Linked DNA regions of Capra hircus: region 2 is linked to region 1. The links are chromatin contacts, called in public Hi-C maps. All regions are on one chromosome and are shown on one strand. The core of a region is the stretch at or near the end of the contact, and the rest is flanking DNA. Distances in the headings are between cores, read along the strand shown. Region 1 overlaps C25H16orf62 (UPF0505 protein C16orf62 homolog). Region 2 holds the start of GPRC5B (G-protein coupled receptor family C group 5 member B).

Region 1 (5,289 bases), core at 731-3,230:
GCCAGGGTGCTGCTGCAGGTGGTGTGGAGTGGTGGTGAGGGGATGGGGACAAGGCCAGAACCTGGGGGGCCATGTAGGCCGTTGAAATGGCTTGGGCTTTGACCTGGAGGACATGAGGAGCCACTGAGGTGTTACGTAGAGTAAGTGCAAGTTCTGATTTAGTTTTTAATGTGCTTCCTCTGACTGCTGTGTTGAGACTAGATTGTAGGGCAAGGGCGGGGCAAGGGGCCCAGTTGTGAGTCCAGTGCAACATTTCAGGTAAAAAATGAGGGTGGCAGGGACCTGGGGAGGCAGTGGGGATGGAAGGGGGGGTAGTGATCCAGAACAGACAGGCGCTTCAGGCTCTCAGAATAGACATCAGTTACACACCCCTTGGGCCTCAGCTTGTCCTCATGCCCAGCTTTCCTTCAGGGAGCGAGGGTGTCAGTCAGCCAGAGAGGCTGGTAGCTGTGTCTGTTTCTCCTGACGGTTCTGTTCTCATGGCGAATTGACACATTGACCTTCTGGTTCCCTCACCAGCCTCCTGCAAGTCTCTTTTGCCTGAGTCAGCATCCCTGGGCGAGACTAGTTCCAAGAGGCCGATGAGCCCGCAAACCTGGCCAGATCCAGACATTAACCCTGTGAGAATTTGGGGCAGTCATTCTGTCAGCCTCTGTGGTGGCAGCCCAATCCCATACCTCAGCCAGCAGGACTGAGGTATGGTGTAGATGCCTGCTGTCCTTGCTGTATTCTAGGAATGAGCTGGGCTGGGGGTTGAGAATAACGGTGAGAATCCTCAGCAAATAAGGGTTTTCTTTGGGCCTGACTGTTTTAGGTTCTTTAGTGATATTCAGTCACGCCGTCTTTGTAACAGCTCTATGAGGTAGGGTCTGTGATTATCCCAGAGAAGGCAATGGCAACCCACTCCAGTACTTTTGCCTGGAAAATCCCATGGATGGAAGAGCCTGGTAGGCTGCAGTCCACGGGGTCACGAAGAGTCGGACACAACTGAGCGACTTAGCAGCAGCAGCTATAATTATCCTCACTTCACAGATGAGGAGGTTGAGGCACAAGGATGTAAAGCAGCTCATCCACTTCCCCAGGGTAGTGAGTGGCAGAACAGGGGCTCAAATTGAGTTCTCTCTGAGCAGTCAGAGCACCTGCTTGATTGCTCTTCAGTTCAGTTCAGTCACTCAGTCGTGTCTGACTCTTTGCAACCCCATGAACCACAGCACGCCAGGCCTCCCTGTCCATCACCAACTCCCGGAGTCCACCCAAACGCTTATCCATCACTTGGCTTATGGGGGAAATTCTCTCTATGAAAACTACAAGTGCGTGTAGCCTTGACCCAGCAACTCACCTCTGGGAATTCATCCCAGCAACCCGAGTGACCGTCCAGAGGGGACCAGTTAAACAGAAGATGACACGTCTGTGCACTTCAGCGCTAGGAGCCCCTGAGGAGTGAAGCCGTGCTGTGTCCCGGTGTGGAAGGTACCCATGTTATGTTGTTGGGTGAAAAACTCAAGATGCAGAACGGCTATGAGAGTATGTTCCATTTTGTGTAAGAAAGGAGGAAAGTTAGAACACTTGCTTCTCGTCACTTGTGTTTGCCTAAAGAAACATTAGGAGGATACTCAAGAAACTAGTAAAAGTGCCTCCCTCCCGCACCCCGGCCCCCCTCCAAACGAGGGTGGTCCAGGCAGTGAGCATCATTCGGTACCTCCTGTAGCCTTTTTGAATTTGGAACGGTGGGCATGTTTCACCTATTCAAAGGATTCCCAGAGGCACCCTTGTCCAGATCTGTTGTGAATAGCTTTCCTCAGGCCTGCGAGGCAGCCTGCATGTTCAGGGGCTGCATGTTACACTTTGGGGCTAGAGAGCCGCTCTCACCTTTTACAAAGGGGGCGGGCCTCGCTTGCTTGAGTGGCAGCTCGGAGTGCGGAGGTCCACTGTGCATGTGTCTCTGTTACCCTCGGCGCCACAGGAACACGTGCTGCTGTTGGGGGGCAGGGGGTTTGTGGTGGTGGACGAGGCATGGGAGCGTGGGAGCATCCAGCTGGGTGGGGATGCGGGACACCGCCCTGGGCGTCTGCAGTGCGCAGGCGTGGCGGTGCTTTTACTGGGACTTCCCTGGAGGCAGTGAGCGCAGAGCTGGAAGCTGGGCTCTGGCGTCTCTGCCTGCATTCCTTGCCTATCCTCCAGGGTGGTGTGAACCTGAGCCTTGGTCTCTTCACTTGTGGAATGGGAAGTGGAATTTCCCATTGTGAAGTTCCCACACCTTCACTTGTGGAATGTAGACCTTGCCTCAGGGAACTTCTGGGGAGAATTTTAATTGGGAGAATGTGCAGGAAGCACATGATGTCTGTCTGTCCCCCTCTAGGAACTGGCAGGGTCAGTGTCAAAGTAAGGTGCTCAGAAAATGTTAACTGTTGTCACTGATCTCTTGTATTTCAGTGTCTTTGGTTTATAAGTAAGTGAATCAAGAAAGGAAAGGAATCTAGGATCAGGTGTTATTTCTCAAAATAGTTGTCCACTAACTTAACAATGATGTTGAAGCTGAAACTCCAATACTCTGGCCACCTGATGTGAAGAGTTGACTCAATTGAAAAGACCCTTGATGCTGGGAAAGATTGAGGGCAGGAGGAGAAGGGGATGACAGAGGATAAGATGGTTGGATGGCATTACTGACTCAATGGACATGAGTTTGGGTAAACTCTGGGAGTTGGTGATGGACAGGGAGGCCTGGTGTTCTGTGGTTCATGGGGTCACAGAGAGCTGGACACGACTGAGTGACTGAACTAAACTGAAGTTAACAAAGGAAAACAAATGTTCACCCAGCTCTTTTGGCTGAAAATGGTTTAGTAGTTAAAGGCCCCTTAGAATATGAAGGTGAAATACAAAAATGTATTTAAAAAAAAAAAAAAAGAAGGCCGGTTTTGGAGAGATGGTAAGCTTTTTGTGGAGTAAAGGCATTGGGTTCTCTGAAGTCGGGTCCACACACCCGAGGAGGTATGAGAAGTCACACGGCTGCCCAGCGGGGCCTGCTGTGCTGTGCACATGCAGTCCCAGTGCTCGGAGTTCCGTGCTCATCTCAGGAGGCCTCTCTCGGCATCAGATGTGGCTGCCTTGGAGAGCCTGTGACTGCAGGTAACCAAATGCTTCCTGCCAGGAGGTCAAAGGCAGGTAGCTTTGAGAACTGGGGCTCAATCCCTGAGGCTTCTTAGGAACTTCTAAATTGAATCCATGGTTTGGAGCTGTGGTTCTCGTCTTCAGTTACATACCTGGAGAGCTTTAAGAACACTTCCAGTGGCCAAGCTGTGCCCCAGACCATTTACATTAGAACCTCTGAGGACAGATTCCACACGAGCCTATTTTCAAGTGCCTCAGGGGCTTCCCTGGTGGTTTAGTGGTAAAGAATCTGCCTGCAGTGCAGAAGATTCGGGAGGCTCATTCCCCGGGTTGGGAAGATCCCCTGGAGGAGGAAATGGCAACCCACTCTAGTATTCTCATCTGAAGAATTCCATGGACAGAGGAGCCTGGTGGGCTACAGTCCATGAGGTTGCAAAGAGTTGGACAACTAAGTGGCTAACACTTTCAGCCTATCAGATGTGTTGGAGAGTCTCTTGTGGAGACCTTGAGGAGGTGGCTCACCTTGGGAAATGGGTACTAGCCGCTGCAGCCCTGGAAGGTTCCCCTTGGCGTAAGCCCTCTTGGAGATTGCCATTGACCCCACCATAGAGCCTGTAGGTCCCAGGCTCTGCTTGTTTCTTTTTGAAGTAAAACTGACCTGCGTTAGTTCCTGTTATATAACACAGTGATTTCAAAATGATCTCCACAATAAGGCATTAGTATTTATCATGATATAAAGATAATATGTAGTTATTGACTGTATTTCCCATAACTACATTTCATACACATGAGTCATTTATCTCTCTCATTGTTTCTCTCCTTCCCCTCCTCCCTGGCAACCACCTGTTTGTTCTTTGTATCTGTTACTCTCTGTTATTTTTTGTTTGTTTGTTTGCTTTTAGATTTCACATATAAGTGAAATCATATAAGTGAAAGACAGTATTTGCCTTTCTCTGTCTGACTTACTTTGCCTGGCATAAGTGAAGGATCACTTTTCTGCCTCTTCACAGAAAGTGTAAAGTTCCCTGTTTTAATTAAAATCTGAAAGAATCATGGCTTAAACATTGGGTCCACTAGGTGGCAGCACACTCTCACAAGTTGAAGCTCATCCTGGCGATGGCACCATCTCTGTCCCTAATTAACAAATGTTAATTTAGTGTTTGCACCTGAAGGGCATGATGCTGACGCCATATGTCCTTTTCTCCCCAGGGAAGCTGGTGTACGAGCGCATCTTTTCCATGTGTGTGGATAACCGCAGTGTCTTACCAGGTAATGTCATAGCTGTTCCAACGGGTTTCATTCTGCCCTCAAGTCGGGGTTAGAAGGTTTATATCAAGTCAGGATTTATTGAGACCTGAAATTTTTTTTGTGTTAAAAGTTAAAGAAACACTGTTAAAGTTTTTTGATCATCTCAGTCTTTGAAAAGCAGCCCAGCTAGGGATTTGAGCAAGTAATTTGAATCTGCAAGAATGAAAAGGTCCTATGATTAGATTCAATTGAACTTTTATACCAACTTAAATTTCTCTGCTGCTTGACATTTTAATATTTTTCCTACATATCTTTCCTAAGAAGCAAATTGCTTTATAGAGCTAATTTTATATTAAAGAACAATGTCAGATAAATCAAAAATAACAGATACTTTGCATCTACAGTATATGCCCAAGTGATATTTGCATTAAATTTATTGCGGCTCAATTTTGAACTCTCAGGAGGTTATACTGGGACAATGAGATCACAAATTCATTTTGTCACATAAATGAAAGATGACGATGAGGCTAGCACGGAACTCGTAGCAACAGCATCCATTCTGTCTTACTCCTCCTTCTGAGTTCCTAGCACTGCCGGGAGGAAGCATGCTTATCTGTTCAAGTTAGAACAACAGACTGTCTTCACTTTCATCCCACCTCCTCCTGCTCCTGCTTCCCTGGAGGATGAAGCGATGGCATCAGACAGACCTGCAATTTGACTTTTCTTTGTGTCTGTTAATCGGTCTTGTCTTGTCTTTCTGGTTTTCCTTTTCTTTTTTGTCTTTCTCTCTCTGTGTCTCTTTCTCTTTTGCTGTTTCGTTCATCGTCTCTTTTTTTTCTCTCTTCTCTTTCTGTTTCCTTCTTTTCCTTCCTTCCATCATCCATGTTGTTAAAACTAGTTAATATGCACATTTCTCAGAAAGCAAGACAGAAC
Region 2 (5,289 bases), core at 1,738-4,237, 290 kb after region 1:
GGTACTTAGAAAGTACTCAGCCTGGTGCCTGGCAGACAGGGAGCTCTGGGTCCTGACTTGTTACAAAAACAAAGACAATTCTGTGTCCTGTTGGGAATAGGAAGTGGTAAGGCGACTTGGCCAGAGGCTTCCTGGAAGTGACGGATGAGCTGGGACTAGAACCCACTGCTCCGGACTCCTGACCTCAAGGCTGCTGCACCCCAGTTGGACTCCCCGCCATGTTCAGCAGACGGCCAGGATGAGACTGCGGAGCCTGTCTCCCCACGCACCCCAACACCACACTCTGTCCTTGCCCACTCCCTTTAGAGCATTTCCTGCTCCCGAAGGATTAAACTGTTGCAAGGTTTCCTGACATTAATTAAAACTCTTTCTCAGACCTGCAATCTTACCCTTTGATCTCTTTTCCAAGTTATACCATCTCATAATCTTTAGTTCCCAGCACCATCCAGACCACCAGACTATCTGGGGGCCCTTGAATTTAATAACCCTCACACGTTAGTAAACAGGGTTGTCAGAACACAGGCTCCGTGATCCATGAATATGCAAAGCAGCTCCAATCCTGTAAATAAAAGCAATCATTTAAATGCAAATTGCATCCTTGGCTGCCCGTTCCAGGGTGGATGGTTCCTCTCAGGCTGTAATTCCGAGAAGAAAATGTGACTAACTCAGAACCCCCAGGAAGCTCTTGCGTGGAAGTGCATATGGAGCCGAGGGCTCTGGGTGGGGGCTGCTTAGGGTAGACAGAAACTGCCTAAAAGTGAGAAGTGGGTTTTAAAACCTGACCCATCCCTGGCGTAGGCTCATTCAAAGCAGTCCCTACAGGTCCACTTCGGAGGCTCCCGGCGCCTCGCCATCCCCAGAGGCAGAATGAAAGGGGAGCTGCTTTTCCTCTCCTTGTTGAGGTCAGGGGAGCTTTTAAAAATCAGATCTCGTGGCTTTCTACTCCAAACCCTCCCTCCAAGGATTCATTTAGGAGAATAAAACCTAAGCTCCTTTCCATGGCCCCCCAAATCGGGGTTTGGCTGGTCCTGTCATCCCCTTTCAGACCCCCACTCTCAACATCTGCCTACAGCTCCAGCCACAATGGCCTTTGTTCAGTTTCTCTAAGCTCATTCCCACCTCCCAGCCTTTGCACTTGCAGTGCCCTCTGCCTGGTTCAGTCTTCCCCCCCAACATCTGCCAGTGGCGGGGGTGGAGGGGGGGGCAGCCCTGTCTTGCAAAGCTCCACTAAAATGTCACTGCGCAGAACTCTTGTCACTTTATTTTACATCACCCTGCTTTATTTTCCTGGCAGCACTTATCCCAAATGGAAGTTTTATCCACTTACTATTTATTTACTTATTTAGTGTTTGCCCAACTCCCCAGTGCTCTGAGAGCAGGGGCTTATCTGCCAGTTGTGTAGCTGGCACATTTACTGAAATAATACATTAACCGATCAAGATTTTAAGCTTCTCTCTCTCTAACAAGACTGCTTGTCTCACTGCCTGTGCCCTAAATGGCGACTCCTTCCCACTTCCATTTTTCCCTTCCCAACTCAGTTGACCCCTTTTCAGACAGAGCAGGAACAGATAGGAAACAGTTCACTCCACAGTCCAGATACAAAACCGGCCGGGTGGAGGTCTCCCAACCCACAGATACCGATTTGCATTCTATTTACATCCTATTTGCATGCAGTTTAACTCAACGTCTCGAGTCCTCCAGAAAGCCTCCATCCCTGGGGAAACTTATGAATCAAGGTTCCTCGGCAGAAGTTCCAAAGCTTTTGTGCCAAGCCCCTCCCCCACTTCTCGCCTCTTTGCGAGGACCCCTAGTTCCTCCTGGGCTCAGTTCAGGTCCCCCCCACCCCCCATACTGGCGCAGTTGGGCAGCCAATGTGGCGCGTGGCCCGGGGCCCCAGGCGGGGATGCCGCTGCCCGCCACACTCCAGGGGCCTTTGTCCGCGCTCCAAGGAGCCGCCCCCTTAGCGAACTGGGGACAAGTTGCGTTGAGGGGTGGGAGGGCGATTGGCTAGGCCTGGGAGTGACATAGCCGGGGAATGAACCCAAGGGCTGCGCTGGACCCCTCCTCGGTGGCAATGGTACCCCCTCCCTGGCCAGTTAACCAACCCTCCGGCCGAGGCGGGTGCGGGCGGTAGGGGTCCCGGGATTCTTGGGACTGGAAGCCTGTGTCCCCCAAAGGGTGGGGACGCAGCACAGGGCTGATCATCGCCTCTAGCCTGGCCGGAACAGAAACGCTAACCCCCCCGCCATTGTATGCAGCCGCCCCTCACTTGTACCCCAGCTCCAGGTCCCAGCTCTGCCTCCTTTCGCCCGCAGTGTCCCTTCCTTGTCCGGTAGTGCGTAGCCGCGACCCCCAGTCCCTACGGCAGGTGCCGCAGCTCACCTCCAAAGCTCTCCCCTTGTGCCCCCGGCTCCGCCTGCCCTGTCTGTGGTCAGGCCCCGCGCCTGCCACGCAGCCCCCAGACCTGCCCGCGGCTGCCCTCACACGAGTCACTCGGGCACGCCTGAAGTCTCTTACAGTTCCAACAGCCCTTTGCCTGATCTGCGATCGCCTCCAGACCCTCCTCTGAGACTTTGATCTCCGTCTGGTCCGGGAACACCGCCCCCGCCCCATTAAGGTCCCAACCTTCTCCGCCCCCTGCCCCGCGGTCTGCGGGCTCCTCTCTGCCGCCAAACTGTGGTCCTCCAGCCCGGAAACCCCAACTCCCCCAGCAGACTAACCCCTTGGGGAAGAGGAGGAACTCAGAAAAGCCCAAGAAGCAGACCACATCCCAACGCTCCCAAGTGCACCCGGGGAAAAGTTTCTGGGGTCGCCGCAGCGCCCTCCACCCTGCCGGCGCGGCTGGCACTCACCGACCCCCGCGGCCCCGCAGCGCCGACGCTCCCGCTGGCCCTCGGCCCGAGTCACATCTCTGCAGCGCCGCCGTGGCCCCAGCCCAGCGATCCCGCCCGCCCGCCCGCCCGTCCGGCCTCACTGCATCGCACTCGCTAGCCGCAGCCGCGCGAGGCGCCCCCTGGCCCGGCCCGCGCTGCTGCAGCCGCCGCGGCCCCGCCCCCTGAGGCCCCGCCCCCGGAGCCTCCGAACCCCGCCCCCGTCCCGGCCAGGGCTGATTGTTCCAAGCCGAACCCGGCGCACGCTCCTTGCTTCCCGCTTGCAGCGCCGAGGCGAGCCCCCTCCAGTGTCCGCATTTAGGGACCACCACCCTCACATCCACAGTGCGTCCCAAAGCACTGTGGACGCGCTGGACATTTTCCTCCGTTGATCTACTTGCAGAAACACACACATAGAGGGGTTTTCTAAACTGTGGGTTACTAAACAGCTGTTGTTCTGTCGCCCTGTCGTGTCCGACTCTTTGCAACCCCCTGGACTGCAGCACGTCAGGCCTCCCTCCTCCCTGTCCCTCACCATCTCCTTGAGTTTGCCCAAGATCATGTCCATTGCATCGGTGTTGCCTTCCAGCCATCTCATCCTCTGACGCCCTCTTCTCCTTCCACCTTCAATCTTCTCCAGCATCAGGAACTTTTCCAATGAGTCCGCTGTTCGCATTAGGTGACCAAACTACTGGCGCTTCAGCTTCGGCATCAGTCTTTCCAACGAGTATTCAGGGTTGATTTCTCTTAAGATTGACTGGTTTGATCTTGCTGTCCAAGGAACTTTCAGAAGTCTTCTCTAGCACCCCATTTCGAAGGCATCAATTCTTTGGCGTTCTGCTTTCTTTCCGGTCCAGCTCTCACAAGAGTACCCGGCCATTAAGAAGACCATAGCCTTGACCATAAGACTTTTGTCGGCAGAGTAGTGTTTCTACTTTTCAACACACCGTCTAAGTTTGTCACAGCTTTCCTGCCAAGAAGTAATCATATTCTGATTTCATGGCTGCAGTCACCATCCACAGTGATTTTGGAGCCCAAGAAGAAGAAATCTGTCGCTACTTCCACCTTTTCCCCTTCTATTTGCCGTGAAGTAATGGGGCCTGATGCCATGATCTTAGTTTTCTGTAATATTTAGTGTTAAACTGGCTCTTTCACTCTCCCTCTTCACCCTCATCAAGAGGCTCTTTAGTTCCTCTTCACTTTCTGCCATCAGAGTGGTATCATCCACATACCTATAGTTGTTGATGTTTCTCCCGCCTATCGATTCCAGCTTGTACCTTATCCAGCCTGGCATTTCTCATGATGGGCTCGGCGGATAGGTCAAACAAACAGGGTGCCAGCAGACAGCCCTGTTGGACTCCTTTCTCAATCTTGAATTCTAAACAGTTACTTCCCCACAATATACCAGTGCTGGATCCAGGGTGCAGAGAGGATTCTGCTGAGACTGTTCCAGAATCACTAACACCCCAACTTCAGCCAGGCAGCCCCTCCCGCCTGGGCACACTCCAATCCTGCCACCTCCTGCCACGTGCCTTTGTCCCTTTATGCAACGTGAGCCCCACGTCCGTGTTCTTGGCCACCCCAAACATACTCATATGTCTACCACAAGCATATTCACACGCCCACTCACCCCTCACATGGATCCATACGCAGGATCCCACCACTGCTACCACCCTCATCACTCACACGCATGCGCACACTTCCACGATTGCCTCCAGCACACACTTGGGGGCCTGGGGCCACTAGTCTGGCGCTCAGCCGGCACTCAGAGCTCAGGCTGCTCACCCGCCCACAGCGCAACTGTGAGACGCTCCTTATGGAAAGGGTCTGGGCCACCACGTACCTCAACACTGAATGTGGCTCCTAGACCACCTGGGCTATCTGAGGTCGGCATTGCCTCGACCCTGCCTGGGGGCTGCACTCCAGCTTCAGGCCGGATTTTCCCAGTGGTCTCTCCGCAATCCCCCCCTCCCCAGAACTTTGAGGACCCCACTGTGGTATGGATAAGACCCCTCACCCCATCCCAGCCCTACATGACGGAGAGATGACTCCAGTTCCCCTACCTCTCTGTGTGGGGAAAGGGGGTTGTGGAGAGGCAAGCAAGATGGGTTGTAGAGTAGCACTTTCTTCTGGGCCAAGCTGCAGGCCCTGATCTTTGGGGATCGTGGAACTTTCGGATATTCTCACACCTTCCTGCGAGTCTCTTGCCCGGCCAAAACTATTTTCTCCCAGGCAGGCCACATATCTTTGGGTAGGCCTCTCTCCAAATACCTTATATTAATTTTAAGAAAAAATGGAGAAGAAGCATGAAAACTGAAAACGTTCCCTGTTTCATTGGCAGACGTATTCTCAGAGCCCGGATCAGTGCCTGGTACGCTGTTCGGTTCAGTTCGGTTGCTCGGTCGTGTCTGACTCTTTG

The links. Hi-C and Micro-C count contacts between places; a contact is called where the count stands out from the background.
Region 2: a Hi-C map of blood shows a contact between it and region 1, with 5 times the contacts expected there. The contact joins the promoter of GPRC5B here to the enhancer-like site in region 1. A contact is called at or near these places in 3 of 5 Hi-C or Micro-C datasets (blood and liver).

Annotation. Positions count from the first base shown.
Region 1 is chr25:17,044,406-17,049,694 of ARS1.2, forward strand. It overlaps C25H16orf62 (UPF0505 protein C16orf62 homolog), which reads left to right. Exons shown (of 31, transcript XM_005697540.3): 9 at 4,318-4,377. Among named protein-coding and RNA genes, the nearest start is that of C25H16orf62, 42 kb to the left of the region's middle. Within about 2 kb of position 1,981, at least 1 of the 5 cell types and tissues checked has an H3K27ac peak or open chromatin away from gene starts, as enhancers often do.
Region 2 is chr25:17,332,957-17,338,245 of ARS1.2, forward strand. It overlaps GPRC5B (G-protein coupled receptor family C group 5 member B), which reads right to left and starts at 2,988. Exons shown (of 4, transcript XM_018040564.1): 1 at 2,853-2,988.